Regions from separate parts of the Mus musculus genome. Here region 1 is linked to region 2. The links are chromatin contacts, called in public Hi-C maps. All regions are on one chromosome and are shown on one strand. Each heading gives the region's core, a stretch centred on a gene start, on an enhancer-like site or on the middle of the called end of the contact. The rest is flanking DNA. Distances are from core to core; before and after follow the strand shown. Region 1 holds the start of Plekhm1 (pleckstrin homology domain containing, family M (with RUN domain) member 1). Region 2 holds the start of Dusp3 (dual specificity phosphatase 3 (vaccinia virus phosphatase VH1-related)).

Region 1 (4,272 bases), core at 1,085-3,584, 1.4 Mb before region 2:
CAATCTGTAGAACCACGCCGGGTAGCTGTAGAGGAAGGGAATAGAGGGGACAGACAGCTCTTCTTTGGAAAAGATTATGGATGGATGCGGGCTTGGAACAGGAGGATCAAGTGGGGAAGGAGGAGGGGGTTTGGGGAGAGACTACTCAGGGAGAGACAGCTAAAATTAAGGGGGCATTTAAAGGGTAATATGAAAAACTAATACAGGACAGATTTCCTAAAATATATACATATATGAAGGCAATCTAAATGAAAGCTCCAAATGATCCAGCAGACAGGCTGTGAACTGGCCATCTCTTGTCACCAAACAAAGCTTCCAGTACAGGGACTGGGTTACAGCTAATTGAGTCATTGGCCAAAGAGGCCCATGGGGATCACCAAACAACCCAAGTTGTTGCCTAGCCTATAGGTTGCTCGCCACAAACCAACAGCAAGATTCCACTGCTAAGACAATACCTGCACACCTCACTGAACCTGAAGATGCTGAGTAGGTGCCTAAACAGAGCCTTTATCCCTATGTTCTGGTGTCTTTGGTACAAGAGGGTACTTTGCACACTACCAAATGTGAAGCGCGAACACCAAGCCAGCTGCAACCCCTGCATAACAATGACGTACTGCCTTTAAGATATGTTAGGGCAATGGGGGCGCCAAGCTTATGGGAGAAACCGACCAGTAACGGATTTGACTTAAGGCCCACTTCACCAGGTGGAACCCATACCCAACATGCTTGGGGTAACCAAGAACCAAAGACCAGATAGCCCAGGGACCTAGGGTAAAAGCAAATAAGACTGGTGTCTTAGTTAGGGGTTCCATTGTGGTGAAAGACACCATGACCAAGGCAACTCCTATAAAGGAACACATTTAGCTGGGGCTGGGTTACAGGTTCCGAGGTTCCGTCATTAGCGTGGCAGCAGGCAGACAGGTGTGGTGCTGGGGGAGGAGCTTTTTTTTTTTTTTTTTTTTTTTTAAGAGTCTTGATTAGAAGGCAACCCAGAGGGCTGGAGAGATGGCTCAGTGGGTAAGATACCCAACTGCTCTTCCAAAGGTCCTGAGTTCAAATCCCAGCAACCACATGGTGGCTCACAACCATCCTTAATGAGATCTGACTCCCTCTTCCGGAGTGTCTGAAGACAGCTACAGTGTACTTACATATAATAAAAATAAAATAAATTAAAAAAAAAAGAAAGAAAGAAAAAAGAAGGCAACCAAGAGACTGGGCAGAGTTTGAGCATATATATGTTTGAACATATATTCAAATATATATTACCTCAAAGCCACAGTGACATACTTCCGCTAACAAGGCCACACCTCTTCCAGTAAGGCCATGCCTCCTAAATAGTGCCATTTCCCATGGGCCAAGCACATTCAAACCACAACTGGTAAAAAGAAAGAAAGAAAAGGAAAAAAAAGACATAGTGATAAAATGACTCCTAATGACATTTGGGTACTCATAGATCAATGCCTTGTTCAGCCATCATTAGAGAAGTTTCCTTCTACAGCAGATAGGGAACCCCAAGGGAGAGGTGGAAAGAGTGTAGGAGCCAGAGGGGATGGAAGACACCAAGAAAACAAGGTCCTCTAAGTCAATAGGAGCAAAGTTCATATAAACTCACAGAGAGTCTTTTCTTTTACAGTCACCACCTCTATGGCCCACACCTAGGTCCTAGGTTCCCTTTTGGGCACGGTCCTCAGACCTGCCCAGCCTGCCCTTTATTAGTCACGGTTGCTACATTTGACAGTTTTCTTCCGCGTCTATTCCGAGAGACAGCTGTCATTTTCTGTAATGGAACAAAAGCAATTAAATAGTGAGAAGACAAAAAGCAGGTCCTCTGGGCTTCATGCCTCAAAGGGCTGACCGCAGGCAAATTAAACTAACAGGTCCAAGAGAGCCCTCAGGGCGATCACGTGGTATGAGACAAGTCAAAACAACTGTTTCCTGGCTCCGGAAAAACCAGACCTGAAGGTCCCACTTGGACCCAGGATCCACTTGCTCCCTCCACTACTAATGCCCTTAGGGAAACATACGGGTTAATGGCGCAACAGGGCGCATTTTCGGATTAAGGGGGCAAACACGACAACCCCAAAGTTGCACAGATGCGATTGAGGGGCAGAGCTGCGGGACGCAGAAGTCCCGAAGCTCCAAGGGTCCAGCCTCTCTGCGCTACCCAGAGCCAGAGTAGCGAGAGCGGCAGGATCGCTCACCTGAGCCAAGAAGCCCTGCAATCCGGGGCAAGGGAAGAGCTGACGGCCCCGCCCCTCGGCTCCTCTAGGCCCAGTGATTGGTTTTTGAGGACTGGGGGCGGGGCCGTAGCGAGGAGCCGACGTGATGGCGTCAGACGCCGCGCGCCGCTTCCTGTTGTCAGTGCCTTTGGAGCCGCAGCTTCTGCTCGGAACCGAGGGGGGTCTCGCTTCGCCCGGAGCGCCGCCACCTGCTCCTGATCCCTTCGGTGAGTGAGTCTGGGGTCTGAACGTGGAGGGAAGCGCGGGGCGGTGATGCGACCCGGCGGTGGGCCCGCAACCTCGCAGCCACTCGCGACCCCTGTGCGCCTGGAGACTTGGGGTGGGAACCTCGGCCCTTCGCAGCCCGGGCCTGCTCCCACCTCAGCCAGTGGCCACCGGCTCTCTCCCCTCCGTCTCCACCGCAGCCAACCTCAGCCCCAAGCCGGGTCCCCTAACCACCGGTCTTGCAAAAGTGTAGCCTCACTCGTGACCCCTCTTTAGCCCAGTTGCAACCCGATCCGAGCGAGCCACATCCCTTCGCCACCTCTTATCTCAACATCGCGTTTATCCCTCATCTCTTCTGAACCTTCCCTCGACCCTCCATTCTGGCTCAATTTCTTATCGCAGCCTGTCGTATCTGGCTCACTCGTCCCAAACACGCTAAGTCTCCCTCCCTCCCATTGACCCACTACTGAAGTTTTCTCCTGTTGAACTTGCCGGTTTCTTCTTGGTTACTGACGTCACAGCTTTATCTCAAGGCTTGTGTGTATCTTTTCTTTACCGATTTTTACCTAATTCCCTAGCTGATCACAGAGGTAAGGTCTCTCAGGCACTTTCCTGTCTAAGACTTAATATTAAACTGTCCCCGACTCTGCTGTAGAGGACTGTCTCAGTTTCTACCACTTCCCCCAGTCCTTTCGTTACTTTAAATTTAATATGCATTTATTAATTCTTTGAGAATTTTATGCATGTACATAATATTCCTGCCCCCTAACATCACTGTTAGTTTGGGGTTTTGGGTTGTTGTTGTTGTTGTTTTTGAGACAGCATGTCACTATTTAGCCTTAGATCTCTCTCTCAGATCACTCACTATGTAGATCAGGCTGGCCTCAAACTCACAGTGTGGGTCACCACTCCTGGTTTTAATCTGTTTTTTGTTTGTTTGTTTGTTTGTTTGTTTTTGTAGGATGGAGGGTGGTTTTGTTTTTTGTTTTTGTTATTGTTTTAAGACAGCCAATCTAAACAGCCATGGACTCCTGATCCTCCCTGCCTCCACCTCCCAAGTGCTGGAATTGTAGGCATGAGTCACCATGCCTGGCTTCCCAGAATTGCTATTAACTAGATCTACTCAACTCCTGTCATTTTCTTCCTTGATCCAGCTCTCTTTCACTTTGAGAATTTAGGGTATAGCTCCCTAGTGGTCATACTTGCTATATTCCTCAACAGCCATGTCTGCTCCTTGTTCAGAGCCCAGCAGACTAAACAGCTAAATTGGTGTGTGTAGGGACTCGGATGGTAACTGAGTATAAAGCTTCTTGGGGGAGATGTTCTTTGTAGTGTCTGATCTCCTAAATGTGTTTCCACAGATGGCTTTTCTGGCATTCCTATTAAGTCATTTGTGCCTGCTGTTGTAATGGTAGGTGTCATTCAAATACCTGGGAGGTGAGAGGTGGCCACTCAACCATCTCATTCATCCTGAGGTAATGGAAACCAGCCCTTCCTTTTGGCTGGCGGTTCTGTCAGTAGAGAGCCTCAGGGAAGCAGTGTGGAGTTAGTTGGTTGTGATCACAGAGTCCTGCCAGTGTGTCCTAGCACCTGTGAGGAAGAATCTACCCAGTGTTCCTTTCTGCATAGCTGAATGCAGAGCTTCCCCACTATTGAACCCAGAAACATAATGGCCATCAGAAGCATGTTGTAAGCCAGGAGGAGTCCTGGGAGGCTGAAGGACAGTACAGGGACTGTAAAATCGCTTCTCTTTTTGTAGGTCCTGGATCACTTAGTCTTAGCCACTGGGGTTTGTAGGAACATGTAAAGGTGAACCCAGTAGTTGAGA
Region 2 (4,436 bases), core at 1,753-4,252:
CTCTGGAGGACTCGGACAGAGAAGACAAAGGGCTGATAATCTATCAAGATGGACAGGGCCGGTAGAATGCCAGCTCACCGCACCAGAGACCCTGGGTTTGGTGCCCAGCACTGCCTAAATCAAGTGGTGATGTGCAGACCATAATTCAGCAACTCCAGCGGTAGTAGCTGACAGAGGGCTAGGAGTTCAAGGTCATCTTTGACCCTCAGCCAGCTCCTGGCCCCCCTGGACTACGTGAGCCCCTCTCTCAAAATCCATAAGGACAAACTTCCCTTCAATCCGATGGCATCTTTTCCCCATCCACTTCGTAACATTCCTAGAGAGTCTATTGGGCACTGAGCTCTTATTTTCTAACTTTGGCACTAAAGAGTTTTTAAAATTTGAATTCTTTCCAGCACACGAATGCTCAGGCAGAAGACAAAAGCCTGCCGCCGACCATTGTGTCCCACGTCACCCCACAGCTAGGGTTTGCGTAGTTTCCTCTTAATACCCTTTTTGATGGAGGCTTCTAGAACTCCAAATGGTGACAAAGGCCAGCGCCAGCTGCCCACTTACCTATTTGTACTCTATTTTTGTGCAATATGTAGTGGCCAAAGTCCAGTTTCTTCCTAAAGGTTGTGCTTTGCCTGTGATTAGAAACGATTACAGGGTAGGCCAAATAATCCAAGGAATTGTTCATTTTCTCCTCCTAGTCTAGCTTCAGAAATGAGACACCTTGGCTTCTCTGTGAGGCACTTAGCTCTCCCCATGACAAGGTGTCATAGTTACCCAGTTATGACATCAGGGACAAGTCTCAGCGGAGGAAGAGGAGATGAGCATGTTTAGTTGTCTCTGGGCACTTTCTAAAAGTTTTCTAAAATTTATATATGGTGATGGGGTGCGGGACAATCCGGTATTTATATTCTCTGTGTTATGATTCGGTCAAGGTAAGTGGCTCTTCTCTTCTCTCCTAAAGCAATGGTGATTCTGTGATAAGTCAGGACCATGTCAGGAGGAAGGAAAGGGGGCTTTGAAGTTCCTCACGTGCCTGGGAAGTAGATGTTTCCAAGGCTGGAGGAGAAAAGAAAGGCATGATATCCCTTCCCTGCCTGGCACAGGCAGAGGCTCACAAAGGGAGGTTGGGGTGGGACTCTAACTCTCATTCTGCCGTTTGAGCTATGAGCTAAGAAGTCACAGTTCCCTGCGAGGTTTCCCTGAAGGTCTGAAACCATAAGTTTTTCTGGGAAAGCGAAACACTCAAAAGTGTAGTTAGTGTAACCCAGAGCAGTGCCACAGGCTCGCAATACCAGCACTTGGGAAATGGAAGCAGGCAGATGGAATTCAAAGTTATCCTTGGTTATATACTGCAAAGCCAGCCTGGGCTACATGAGACCCGACCTCAAAAAACGAAAGTATGAAGTAAAACAAACAAAACCATAAAGAAAACAAATCTTAATAGGAGACACACTGGGGAGACTGTATTTGCCCCTTTGGCGTTAGGGACCGGGCCATTTTCCCTGGCAACTGGAGAGACGCTTTTTGTGCTCTTTGCTCTCAGTGGAAACTCGCTACTGACACCATGTGGCTCACAGTGAGATGGCAGCTACCCCAGGAACAGCTGTAAAGGAACCTGTGGAGGAAGATTTACCCCCACACTAGCCCAGAGCCCACAGCCCAGGGCGCAGGCCCCCAGTGAGTGCTCAACATCTGTCAATTGCTTCTGCAACCGCTACGCCTGTATGTTCCGCGCTGGGAACTGAACTAAGGTTTTTGTGCATGCTGGGCACCTTGCCAGCCCAGGAACCTCCGCAACCCCTTGAATGTTTCTGGAATCTTTCCAGCAAATTTTTAAAAAAAAGATTTATTTACTTTAAGTATGTGAGTACACTATAGCTGTACAGATGACCCGCTCACTTAGGTCAACTCCACTCGCTCTGGCCCAAAGATTTATTATTATACATAAGTACACTATAGCTGTCTTCAGACGCACCAGAAGAGGGCGTCAGATCTCATTACGGGTGGTTGTGAGCCACCATGTGGTTGCTGGGATTTGAACCCAGGACCTTCGGAAGAGCAGTCAGTGCTCTTAACCCTCTGAGCCATCTTGCCAGCCCTCCAGCAATTCTTAGGAGTTAGATGTTGCATATTCTTTACTGAAGTGCTTGGGACAGAAATGTTTGAGACTTTACGATATAATATATATACTATATGTAGTGAGTGGATCCAAGTCTAAACATGAAATCCATTAATGCGTCACATATAAATATATCCTGAATACAGTTTTGTACAGTAATTTTTAGTGTGCCTGTGTTTTGACTGTCACAGGTCAGGTGTGAGAATTCTCCATTTATATTGTGTTTACACTCAAAAGTTACAGATTCGTAGACACTTCGGGTCTCACAAAATTATAGCTGTTCAAACTGCTTTCCTCCCTTTTAGTCGCCAGCACACAGGCTAAGGTTAAAGTAGTCCCCCAGGGTCAGATGCCAAACCTGGCGACCTATACCTTCAGCCTTTAAAAAGTTCAATGCTGATTCACATCAAACATTAAAAGAAGTGTTCCAGAATAGGGCTCTTTCCTGTAACCTTGGGTAAGGATCCATCTCCTGGGTAGGCAGGTTGTTGGTTCAGCAGTCGTGGGCTGGGAAGATGTGTTCTGACGTGTGTGTTTGGGGTGAATGAATGGATGCCCACTCTGCTGGTGTGCAGCGAGAAGGGTTCACAGCAAACCCCAGGGGTACCCATTATCCTGAAAGAGCGACTCCAGGTGTACCCAGGCGTCCCGCATTGGGTTCAGTAAATGAAGTGCCTGCGCTCCACTGCCTTAGCCAGGGTGAATGAGTACGGATGACACGGGAGTGATGGCATCTCGGCCAGGAACGTGCCCCGGGGTCCTGCGGCGCTTGGCCAGTCGCGCGTGTCCTCTGCGCTGCCTAGCGTGACCGCAGCTTCCCGCACCCAGTGGGCCCGCCTCCGGGGCGGGACGGGGCGGCTCCCGGTTGGGCAGCCCCGCCCCGCTGACCCGGCTTCTCCCCCTCGTTCGCTCCTGCCCTGGCGTGCAGCGCCCCGCCGCCGCCATGTCCAGCTCGTTCGAACTCTCGGTGCAAGATCTCAACGACCTGCTCTCGGATGGCAGCGGCTGCTACAGCCTGCCGAGCCAGCCCTGCAACGAGGTCGTCCCGAGGGTCTACGTGGGCAACGCGTGAGTCTCTGGGAGGGCCAAACCCGTAGCCGCTCCCAGCGGGCCCCGACTACTACTTGGGGGCTGGAGTGGGGTCCATGGGGGGGGGGTGGATCCTGGGCGCGGTCGCCGACCTGAGAGCAAGAGCGGGTGCTGGGGACCAGCCTGGAGTCGACGCCTACTCCCCGCGCATGAAGCGGAGGAGCTGGACTCCGCATGCCCAGAGACGCCCCCCAACCCCCAAAGTGCCTGACCTCAGCCTCTACCAGCTCTGGCTTGGGCTTGGGCGGGGTCAAGGCTACCACGTTCTCTTAACAGGTGGCAGGGCTGTCTCTTGGCCGCGCGTCATGTGACAGCTGCCTAGTTCTGCAGTGAGGTCACCGTGGAATGTCTGCCTTCGTTGCCATGGCAACGGGATGACGTTACAATCTGGGTGTGGAGCTTTTCCTGTCCGTGTCAGGAAATCCAAATACCCTAAAATACCCTAGAAGAGGAAGTAGCTGAGCCAAGGCTTTCCTGGCTTCTCCAGATAAAGTTTGACTTAGATGGAAAAAAACAAAATGATAAAGACCCGAGCCATCTGAAAATTCCTCCTAATTGCACCACTAGGAAATGTGTATATTATTGAGCTCGTATGTGTTCTTATTTTAAAAAGAAAACTTTAGTCATGTTATTAATAAGAATTTCTCAGCAGTGGGAGAGAACCAATATTAACACCAAGATAAAAGTTGGCATGATCCACATTGCAGGAAGATCCACGTTGGGTTTTCATGAATGTGAAGACCCCATTTATTAAAGTCCTAAGCTCTGTTTTTGCACACTAGGAAGCGATGGCCGGGATGGCTGAGGGGCTGTAAGGATCTTTCAATGTCTTACATGTGTGTTTCCTGTCCTGCACCTAGGACCTGCTGCCTAGCCTGCAGCAGAGCCAGAGGGGTTTCACATGATTAGTCTCAGACACTTGGGGGCAGGTTGCATGTACTGCATCGCTTATTTCCATACGGAGCACCTACTATGTGTCAAACACCATATGGTGTTCACTCTTCAGAACGGTGGTGGTCATCATGGTGCATTTGCTGACGGTTGGATTGGTGGTAGAGAGCTGAGATATATGGACGCGCTCTTCAGCATTCTGTCAACGTGGCTGTGCATTCTTGCTCCTGAGCAAGTGGCTAAACAGACTCACAGGGTCAGCCTCCAGCTCAGTCGCTGCATAGTCTTAGGGAACCTCTCCCAGTCCTCCCTACCTCAACTATCCAAGAAGCCAGGGGGCTTG

The links. Hi-C and Micro-C count contacts between places; a contact is called where the count stands out from the background.
Region 1: a contact with region 2 is called in a Hi-C map of B cells, with 6 read pairs. The contact joins the promoter of Plekhm1 here to the promoter of Dusp3 in region 2. A contact is called at or near these places in 1 of 39 promoter capture datasets (pre-B cells) and 1 of 484 Hi-C or Micro-C datasets (B cells).

The regions. Positions count from the first base shown.
Region 1 is chr11:103,410,767-103,415,038 of GRCm38.p6, reverse strand. Plekhm1 (pleckstrin homology domain containing, family M (with RUN domain) member 1) reads left to right here and starts at 2,334. Exons shown (of 12, transcript NM_183034.2): 1 at 2,334-2,446.
Region 2 is chr11:101,983,357-101,987,792 of GRCm38.p6, reverse strand. It overlaps Dusp3 (dual specificity phosphatase 3 (vaccinia virus phosphatase VH1-related)), which reads left to right and starts at 3,002. Exons shown (of 3, transcript NM_028207.3): 1 at 3,002-3,181. The coding sequence starts at 3,057. Cfap97d1 (CFAP97 domain containing 1) reads right to left here and starts at 737. Exons shown (of 6, transcript NM_029287.1): 1 at 556-737. The coding sequence starts at 679.